Regions from separate parts of the Ovis aries genome. Here region 2 is linked to region 1. A link is a contact called in public Hi-C data. All regions are on one chromosome and are shown on one strand. The core of a region is the stretch at or near the end of the contact, and the rest is flanking DNA. Distances in the headings are between cores, read along the strand shown. Region 1 holds the start of PTPRF (protein tyrosine phosphatase receptor type F). Region 2 overlaps KDM4A (lysine demethylase 4A).

What was found. A called contact is a pair of places that touch in the nucleus more often than the background predicts.
Region 2: a contact with region 1 is called in a Hi-C map of liver, with 4 times the contacts expected there. The contact joins the enhancer-like site here to the promoter of PTPRF in region 1. A contact is called at or near these places in 2 of 16 Hi-C or Micro-C datasets (liver and mixed tissues).

What each region holds. Positions count from the first base shown.
Region 1 is chr1:18,192,054-18,196,252 of ARS-UI_Ramb_v3.0, forward strand. PTPRF (protein tyrosine phosphatase receptor type F) reads left to right here and starts at 2,764. Exons shown (of 34, transcript XM_042247044.1): 1 at 2,764-2,953.
Region 2 is chr1:18,317,883-18,322,424 of ARS-UI_Ramb_v3.0, forward strand. It overlaps KDM4A (lysine demethylase 4A), which reads left to right. Exons shown (of 21, transcript XM_060400739.1): 10 at 137-336; 11 at 1,232-1,608. Among named protein-coding and RNA genes, the nearest start is that of KDM4A, 15 kb to the left of the region's middle. Within about 2 kb of position 2,014, at least 2 of the 54 cell types and tissues checked have an H3K27ac peak or open chromatin away from gene starts, as enhancers often do. A contact at or near this core is called in liver, where this site is marked.

The DNA of each region.
Region 1 (4,199 bases), core at 1,514-4,013:
TAGTGTGTGTGTGTGTGTGTGTGTGTGTGTGTGTGTGTGTGTGAGAAGCCACTGACTGACATCTTTTTTTAAAATATTCTTTAAATTTCTTTGGCTGTGCTGAGTCTCAGTTGCGGCATGCAGCATCTTTTCAGTTTAGGCCCATGGGATCTTCAATTGTGGCATGTGGGATCTAGTTCCCAGACTAGAGGAACCTAGAGCCCTAGGTTCCCAGGGCTTGAACCTAGGCCCCCTGTATTGGGAGTTCAAAGTCCTAGTCACCAAACTACAGGGAAGTCCCACAGAGTAAGTCTTCAGAGGTGTTTTCTATGACTATGTGTGAGAGATTTCTGTGTGAACTGAAGCCCCAAAGTCAAAAGCACTCTATCTCTGTCTCTTTCCCATCTCCCCCCCTCCCCCTCATTCTCTCTCCATCCCCCACTCCCACTCACCTCCCTTGGGATGATCTCTAGCCCCTTTCTATATTTCAGATTTTACAGGTTGCATTAGATGAAGGTGCAGGAGGGAAGATGCCCTGTTTCTGGCCCAGCAACTGATTGAATGAGGTGCTGCTGCCTGAGATGGGACTGCTGGGGGCTGGCAGATCCGGGGTGGGAGAGACAGTGCATTCAGTTTCCCTGACCAACTGGGGAGTGGTCTAGAGAAGACTCTTGGAAATACGGGTCCCGCACTCAGAACATTGCTTCCCTGGTGGCTCAGACAATAAAGAACCTGCCTGCAATGCAGGATCTCTGGGTTTGAGTCCTGGGTTGGAAAGATCCCCTAGAGAAGGGAATGGCAACCCACTCCAGTATTCTTGTCCAGGAGACCCATACCAGGGAGACAGATTTGGAAGTCATCAGCATTTGGTTGGTGGTGGTGGAGACAGTCCATGGGCAGAAAGCAAGAAGGGACAGTGTAGACAGATCCTGGGAGGAAAAGGAGATGGTAAAAAAGAGACTGAGAAATGGCAATCAGGGAAGGAATATAGGCCACTGAAGCCAAGAAGAAGAACTGTTTTCAGGAGTCAGCAAGGAGCAGGCATCACTGGCCAGAAAGTATACCTTTTTAAATTTAGAAGAAACCCTCCCCCGAAGCCTAAACTCACTCCACTTCTGAAAAACAGGCCAAAATGTCTAAAGATGCACAAAACTTGCAATACCTCCTCCACAGGACACCAAAATTATCAGTGAATAAAAAACCACAGACTAGGAATGTTCATTTTTGATCCGTTTGTCATCTGGAATCTGGATCTGATTGTTTGCCCAGAATCACTCCCATCCCCTTCTCACACACGAGGGGGCGCACACACACCGCTTCTAAATTCAAGTCCTGGGCAAAAAGCAGGCAAGTGAATTAGGTGGTAACCAGAACTCCACTCAGCTCACAGCCCCAGACCCCTCACCTCTACCTCTGCCCTGTACATTACACTGTGCTCCTAGAATCTAGGTGCTTCAACAATCTCCAGACTTTCTCTCTCACCTGACCCCCAGACTCACAGAGATATCACAGAGACCCCACAGATCAGAGAACCCATAGGGGTCCTCATCTGACATAGGCAGTCGAGGTAGGCTCCCCATGTTTCATGAGGGTGGCAGTTTCATGAGGAGAGGGCTGATGTGATATGGACTGCACGGTAGGTCTGAGATCAGAGGCTTTGGTGCCAAGGTGTGGCTCTTGGTTTGGAGCTCACCAAGTTCCTATGAGTTAGAACCTCTAGTAAATCTGTTGGTAAGTTATTGGTTTAGCCAGAGATTTATAGGGTCAGCATTTAAGTTTGATATGAGGAGTCAGAAATTCAATACTGAGGTTTATATCAGGCTTGGAGGACACTATCAAGTGCTGAACTAAGGGCCAATTCAGGACCTGACTCAGGTCCACAGTTGGCATTGCTGATTTTGGGGTGCTGGCCAGCCTCAGGCTGGGGTTGATATAGGGTCAGAAGAGTAGAGAGTGAGTATGGGGCTGCAGTGGATTTGTGTGGAGCTTCTACAAGGCCAGTCTCATAAATCTTAGGTTCCAAGATTACCACTAGAGGTGAGTCAAGTTAGGGTCTTAAATGGGCCCTCAAATGGACAAGGTCTGAGGTCAGTATTTGTATTAGGGTCCTTTTCCAGGGACTCAATCCTAGTTCACAAAGTGTGTTGGTATTGACCTGGGTCTGGGACTGCAGTATTAGAGTTTTATGGAAAGGCTTGGGGTTCACAAAAAAGTGCTGGGTAGCTACCATAGCAAAGTAGCTATCGTATTTTAAGGTTCACACAGGGACTGGGGCTCAGCATTGGTACTGGGGTCCATTTAAGGACCAGGGTTGATGCTGGGGTCACGATCAAAGAAGAGGTGATAAAGGGATTTTAGCCTAAGAATTGGAATTTCAGTTTAATAAAGGGGTTCAGATTAAAATTACTACTCGAGCCAACTTCACGGCAGATTTGGGGGTTTGGACTTACTGTTGAGTTGGGGTGGGTCTGGGCTCAATAGCAGGTTCAGATCTCTACGGAGAGAAAATGGGGTCCTAGAGTAATATCAGGTTCACATTTGGATTGGAAGCCTCTAGTAGGATCCGGACTTCGTATGGAAGTTTGGGTCTGCCCATGCTTATTATGGGGGTTCCGGTTCTGTACTGGGGTCCGGGTCGGTTTACACGCGGGGTTGGGTTGCGGCCTCGGGCCTACGCGGCTCAGCAGCTCTACGAGCGAGAGTGCACGAGGGGAGGGGCGGCGCCGGGGACGCGCACGGCAGGGGCAGGGGCGCGGGCGTGGGCGCGGGCACGCGGCTGGAGCTGGCGCGGGAGCGGCGGAATCGGTGGCGGCGGCGGCAGAGGCGGCGGCTCCAGCTCCGGCTCCGGCTCCAGCTCGGGTGGCGGTGGCGGGAGTGGGATCCGGTGGCGGCGGCGGCGGCGGCAGAAGAGGAGCGGGAGCAGCGGCCCCAGAGGCTTGGGGGGACATGCGGACCGACGGCCCCTGGATAGGCGGTGAGTGACCCCCGGGCCCCCTTCCAGTTCCCTCCGCATCGGTCCCTTCTCCACTCCCCCGCCCTCTCCCCGCGTTCGCAGAGCGGAGCTGGGGGCGGTCCCGGGGGGCTGGGGGCGCCGCTTAGGCCGGGCCGCGCCCCCACCTGCCGCGCCCGCCGCCTCGGCTAAGCGCCCCCACCAAGCCCGGCGGCTCCTCCCCGCGTTACCCCGCGGCAGACGGACCCCCCCCCCCCATCGCCCTGCCGCCGGCTGGCTAGCTCCTTGCCGCCCCTCGGCGCCTTCCCCTTTCTCCGCCTCGCCCCCTCCCTCCCGCCGCACCTGAGCCGCAGCCCGCGCCGCCCCCCTCCCCCCCGCCCAGCGCAAAGTTTCCCTTTTGCGTTGGGGCTCCCCCTCCTGGGTCCCACCTCGTCTGCCCCCACCACCGGCGCGGACACGCTCCGGGGGCGGCCCTCAGCCTCCCACCGCCTCCCCAGCTCCGGGCGGGTCCAGGCCGCGCCCCCGCCCCCGCCGCACAGGCGCCCCCTCCCAGCCGGCGGGGGATCCGCAGCCGCCGCGCCCCCGTCTTGCTCGCGGCCCGGGCGCACGTGCCGTCCCGGGGTGCGCGGGGCGCGAGTTTGGAAACCCCCACCTCCCCAGCCCCCGCACCCAAGTCGCCGGCGCCGGCTGGGGAGGCGCTGGGCCGGGCTGTACCCGCCCCTCCCCGGGTGCAGTGACCCAAAGGCCCTGGGACGACCTGTCCCGTGAGGACGTGTCCACTCGGACCCGCTCCGGAAAGTTCACTCAGTCGCCGCCCGGCGTCCCGTCCCGTGTTGGTGTGCCCCGGTCCTCATCGCTGTGCCCACGATCCTGTCTCGGCTTATTTCTCCTTTTCCCTCCGTGTTTCCGTCTCTCTACGCCCTTCAAAGCCTCTGTATCTCTGTCTCCCCGTGTCGCGGCCTCCCACTTTCAACCCACTCCACCCCCCAAGCAATCCCGGGGTCTCTCTGCTGTCTGCGACTCCCTCCGGGTCTCCCCTGCTCTCTCGCTGGCTCTCTGTGCTCTTTCTCCCGGCTCTCTGTGCTCCTTGCCGGGTCTCTGTGTTCCTTCTCTTGGGTCTCTCTGTGCTCTTCCCGGCTTTCTGCTCTCTCCTCCCAGGTCTCTCTGCTCCCTCCCCCATCTCTGGGTCTCCCTTCCCGGGTCTCTGTCGGGTCTCTTGGTGTCTCTGTCTCCCACGGACTGGAATCTCTGCTGCCCCTTTGCAGAGACC
Region 2 (4,542 bases), core at 764-3,263, 130 kb after region 1:
GCTGTGAGGTCCCTGGTCTTGGGCGGCTCTCAAGTGTGAAGCAGGCTCTGGCGGTTCCTGTCAGGTTGCGTGGGGATGTGCTTATGTAAGCAGATATAGACACTGGCTCTTAAAAAGTGTGCACTCCTCCTTGCAGCCTGGCCAAGCACCGGATCGGGACAAAGAGGCACCGCGTTTGTCTTGAAATCCCGCAGGAGGTGAGTCAGAGTGAGCTCTTCCCCAAGGAGGAGCTGGGCTCTGGACAGTACGACATGGCAGAGTGCCAGGCTGCCCTCGCTCCCGTGAGGCCCACCCACAGCTCCGTGCGCCAAGTCGAGGACGGCCTCACCTTCCCAGGTGAGTTGGTCGTGGTATTTTTTTCCCCCACAGCCCTAACCGTTGGACGCCAGGTCACTGCAGGGTCGCAGGCATGACGTGAGGGAGGTGGGCCTGTGAGCAGGTGGTGACCGGAGTGTGGGAAGCACTTTGGGCGGGGACACTCAGGGTCACGGAGGGACGTGGGGGAAGGCCCACAGCTGTTCAGGGAGCTGGCCGTGGTACCCTGAGATTTGAGCAGGGGGTGGGAAGGGTAGGAGACAGGTGTGCCACAGGAGCTGCGCCTTGAGATGTTGGATGAAACAGCGTGGGGACCGCCTGCCTGCCTTCTGAGAGCTTGCTCACTGGGGGCCCGAGGGGCGGTTGGTGTTTCAGGAAGGGATGGCGTGGTCCAGCACCGTGTTTGAAAGCCTTCCCACGGATGGTTATCGAGGGTAGATTTATTTGGAAGGAGCTGGTTTCAGCCTCGGGTCAGGCCCCGCTTGGGGGACCTCTGCGTGGACAGGATTCCTCTGGGTGTGTGCTGGGAGCCATTGGCACTGCGGGCCCAGCTTCTTCCGTGAAGCAGACTTCTGGCCTGGCTCGCTGGGTCTCCGCTGACCTGAGGGGACTTCTGGGGAAGGGACAGCTGCCGTGTGCTGTGTGCCAGGCTGTGCTCCCACCTCATATGTCGCAGTCTTATTTAAGAATCCTGGTGGGAGGTGGTAGCATCTTCACATCACAGAACAGGAAACCGGAGGCCCAGAGAGGCCAAGCAGCTTGCCCCAGATCGCACAGGGACCCCCGTTATGGTGGGGCCAAAGAGTTGGAAACCAGGCCTTCCTCGGCGCCCACGTTCTTCGGTCTGTGTCCCTCTCTCAGGGTTGAGATGTGCAGGAGGGAGTGGGCTCCATCCAGCGTGTCTTGTGTGTTTCAGATTATTCTGACTCCACCGAAGTCAAATTTGAAGAGCTTAAAAACGTCAAGCTGGAAGAGGAGGACGAGGACGAGGAAGAGGAGCATGAATCGGCTGCCTTGGACCTTTCTGTGAACCCAGCTTCTCTCGGGGGACGCCTCGTCTTCTCAGGCTCCAAAAAGAAATCGTCTTCCAGCCTGGGCTCCGGTTCTTCACAGGATTCTGTTTCTTCCGATTCTGAAACCAGCGAGCCTCTGTCCTGCCGAGCCCAAGGGCAGACAGGAGTCCTCACTGTGCACAGCTATGCCAAAGGGGACGGCAGGGTCCCCTCGGGAGAGCCGTGTGCCAGAAAGAAAGGGGGCGCCACCCGGAGCATCAGTGAGAGGGAACTGGCCGAGGTATGGGTGCTGGGGTGGGCCGAAGGGGGGGGGGGCTCCTGTAGGGTCCCAAATGGCAGGAGGAGACCCTCAGGATGGACCTCCAGCCTGCAGTTGTATCAAGCAAAAGCCAGGTGGCATTGGGTCACTTTAGCTTATTTTTTGCTGGGAGGGTTTTTTTTTTTTCCCTGTTATCTCTATGTGACTATTGCTCCAAAGAATGGCTTTGTGGCTTCCCTGGCCACCCTCAGTGGATCTTCAGTTGAGCGGGGCACATGCTCTGACCCTCCTGGCCTTAGGGGCACAGGGTTAGAGCAGCAGTGTTTGCAGCCTGGCGTTTGAGGGTTGGAATGACGTGGCCTCTCTTGCCCTGGGCTGCCCTGGGAGTTTTCCGGCCACGCCCCATGTTCATCCTCCCCCTCCGGGTACGACACTGCTGACAGCATCCTTTTGGAGACCAGGATGAATCCCAGAGCCGTCAACAAGGACATGTTTGCTCAGGCTTCTTCCCAGAACACGCTGTTGCCAGAAGCTATGTTTTCTGTTTGTTCTGTGTAGAAAGGCGCTTGGTGAGTCTACGTAGGGTCCAGCAGGGCCGCATTGGGTATAGCCCAACTCAGGCCTGCCCAGGTGACCTCTCTCTCCAGCCTCACAGCCTGTGGTGAAGTTGCAGCTGGGCTGAGGGTTGAGGTGGGGCCACTGGCAGATTGTAGGAGTGAGCACAGAGAGGCTCTCCTTGATTCCCTGTTCCCTTCACCTTTGGAAAATTTGTCTTTTAAAAGTTTTTATTTGCTTTTTAAAAAAACTTTTCATTTTGTTTTGGAGTATAGCCGAATAACAGTCTTGTGATAGTTTCAGCTGGACAGCAGAGCAACTCAGCCAAAGCATTGTTAAAGTATACACAAACAGAATACTGTCACGAGACCGCTGTGTGCACGCATTATCCCGGTGTGCGTGCGTTATCTCTGTGTATTAACATTTGACGTGCTGGCTTTATCTTTTCTTTGCCTGAAGTACTCATGCTTTGTCCTTATTCAGATTCTCCTAGTTTCTCAGCAGTGCCTTTCTGTGGTTAGTTTGCTGCTTGTCTTTAACACCCGTATGATCTTTCTTTCTGTTTTTTCTGCATCTCAGGCTCAGTTTCTGTAGATGCTGTTTCTCCATGTGGAGTCCCTCCTTCCCTCTCATGCGTGGTGCAGTCTGGTGAGCCAGTGACCCCAGTGTCTCCTTCCCTGCTTTCCCGTCGCCTCTGACCCCCATTCCCTGCCCTCCTGTGGTCACTTCTACAAGCGAGGGCTCTTCCACTTGGAAAGCAGAGTCCCTTCTGTTCCTCGTGGCAGCGTCCCAGTCATCATTTCACAAAGTTCTGTGTGCTCTGCATCTTGCTGTCTGTGCAGGCCACACCGTCCTTGGGCACTGTCCTCCTGATGTGTGCAACCACAGAAGCTGCTGACAATAGCAAGGACGTACTAGAGAGTAAATACTCTATAGTATTGAGGCCATATATTAATATATATAGTTATTAATTATATGTTATTAATCTTACGTGGTGTCAAGTTTTTTCTAAGGTTGGTTTTTTTTCTTAGGTGGTAGCAGGGCAGTAAATAAATAACAGCCTTTTTTTTTTCCTCTCCCAAATTAGGAACCCGTAAAATTGTGGATACAGGACGTGGGCATATGGAGCTCAGAATGTCACTTTGTCACCAGTTAAAATGGTTGAGGAGAGTGGTTTCTGACCCGTGGCCAAGTAGCCCTGCTGCTTGTTTACCCTCAGTTAGAGAGATGACCCGTCTGGTCACAGGCAGCCCTGGACCGCTCAGGGTCCCCTCACGGGAACAGAGTGTCTCCCAGTCTTGTGTCTTTCTGCGTGTTGTACACAGAGGCAGCAGTGCGTTCCCTCTGTAAGAGGCAGATCCCAGTGAAGCCAAAGCCAGGAATCCTCCCATGGAAACATGCTGGGAGAGGAGGCTTCTCTCTTAACACGGCTCTCTGTGTGACCCCTGCTCCCAAACCACTATGTGTCTTTCTGGTTCCTTTTTGCTTGTGTGTAGGTCTCTCCGCTGCAGCCTGAACACCTTTTCTCCGCTAGTCACCTGCCATCTCTACCACCTCCCCCCTTGATGTGCTGGCGTCTTTGAACTACTGCAGAGTCACTGATATGTCTCGGCTGCTTGACCTCTTCGCTTTACTCTGTAGTGGTCTGTGTGCCTGCCCTGGGCTAGGACGGTACCTTCCAAGGAGCTCGTCGTCGAGGCCAGCAGACAGATGCGAGCAGGGAGTTCTAGCCCCTGGTGATCTGCATCGCAGCACACGTGGTGGAAGTGTTAGCAGCTCGGCCCGGGGTTGGGGTAAGGGGTCAGGGACAGCAGCAGTAGGTGGTTAGCAGGAGCATGAGTCTGGCGGGGGAGAGGGTTCTCTTTGGAGCTGGGGCTCATGCCAGTATCAGGGCAGGTTGGGGTCCACAGTGGTTTTGCTGGTCTCAGTAGGATGAGAGGGCCTTGGGAGTTGTGGGTGGAGGGTGTCAGGAGGCCCGTCCGAGACCTCTGCCTGTTCTCTGAGACTGACTTCAGAGACAGGGTGAAGCGGCAGTGGAAGTTTACCTGACATGTGTTTCTGGAGAGTGAAAACTTCTGTAACATGTCTTTTTCTCTTTTTTTTTGATGCACAAAGATACATATGGAGTAATACAGCAAACCACAAACACTCAGCACCATCGCCGAGATCTAACAGTTAATATTTTGGAAGCCCTGTATGCTTCATCTGTCCTTTTAATTTCCTGAAGTGTTATATAGCAAATCATGACATGGATGTCATGTAATTTCCTTCCTGCTTCAATGTGTATCTCTGAAAAATATGGGTGTGTTTTAATCACCATGCTGTTACTGTACCTAACAAAATTACAAAAATTTTCTAGCATCATCTAGATTTATTAGCATCATCTAATACTCAGTTCTC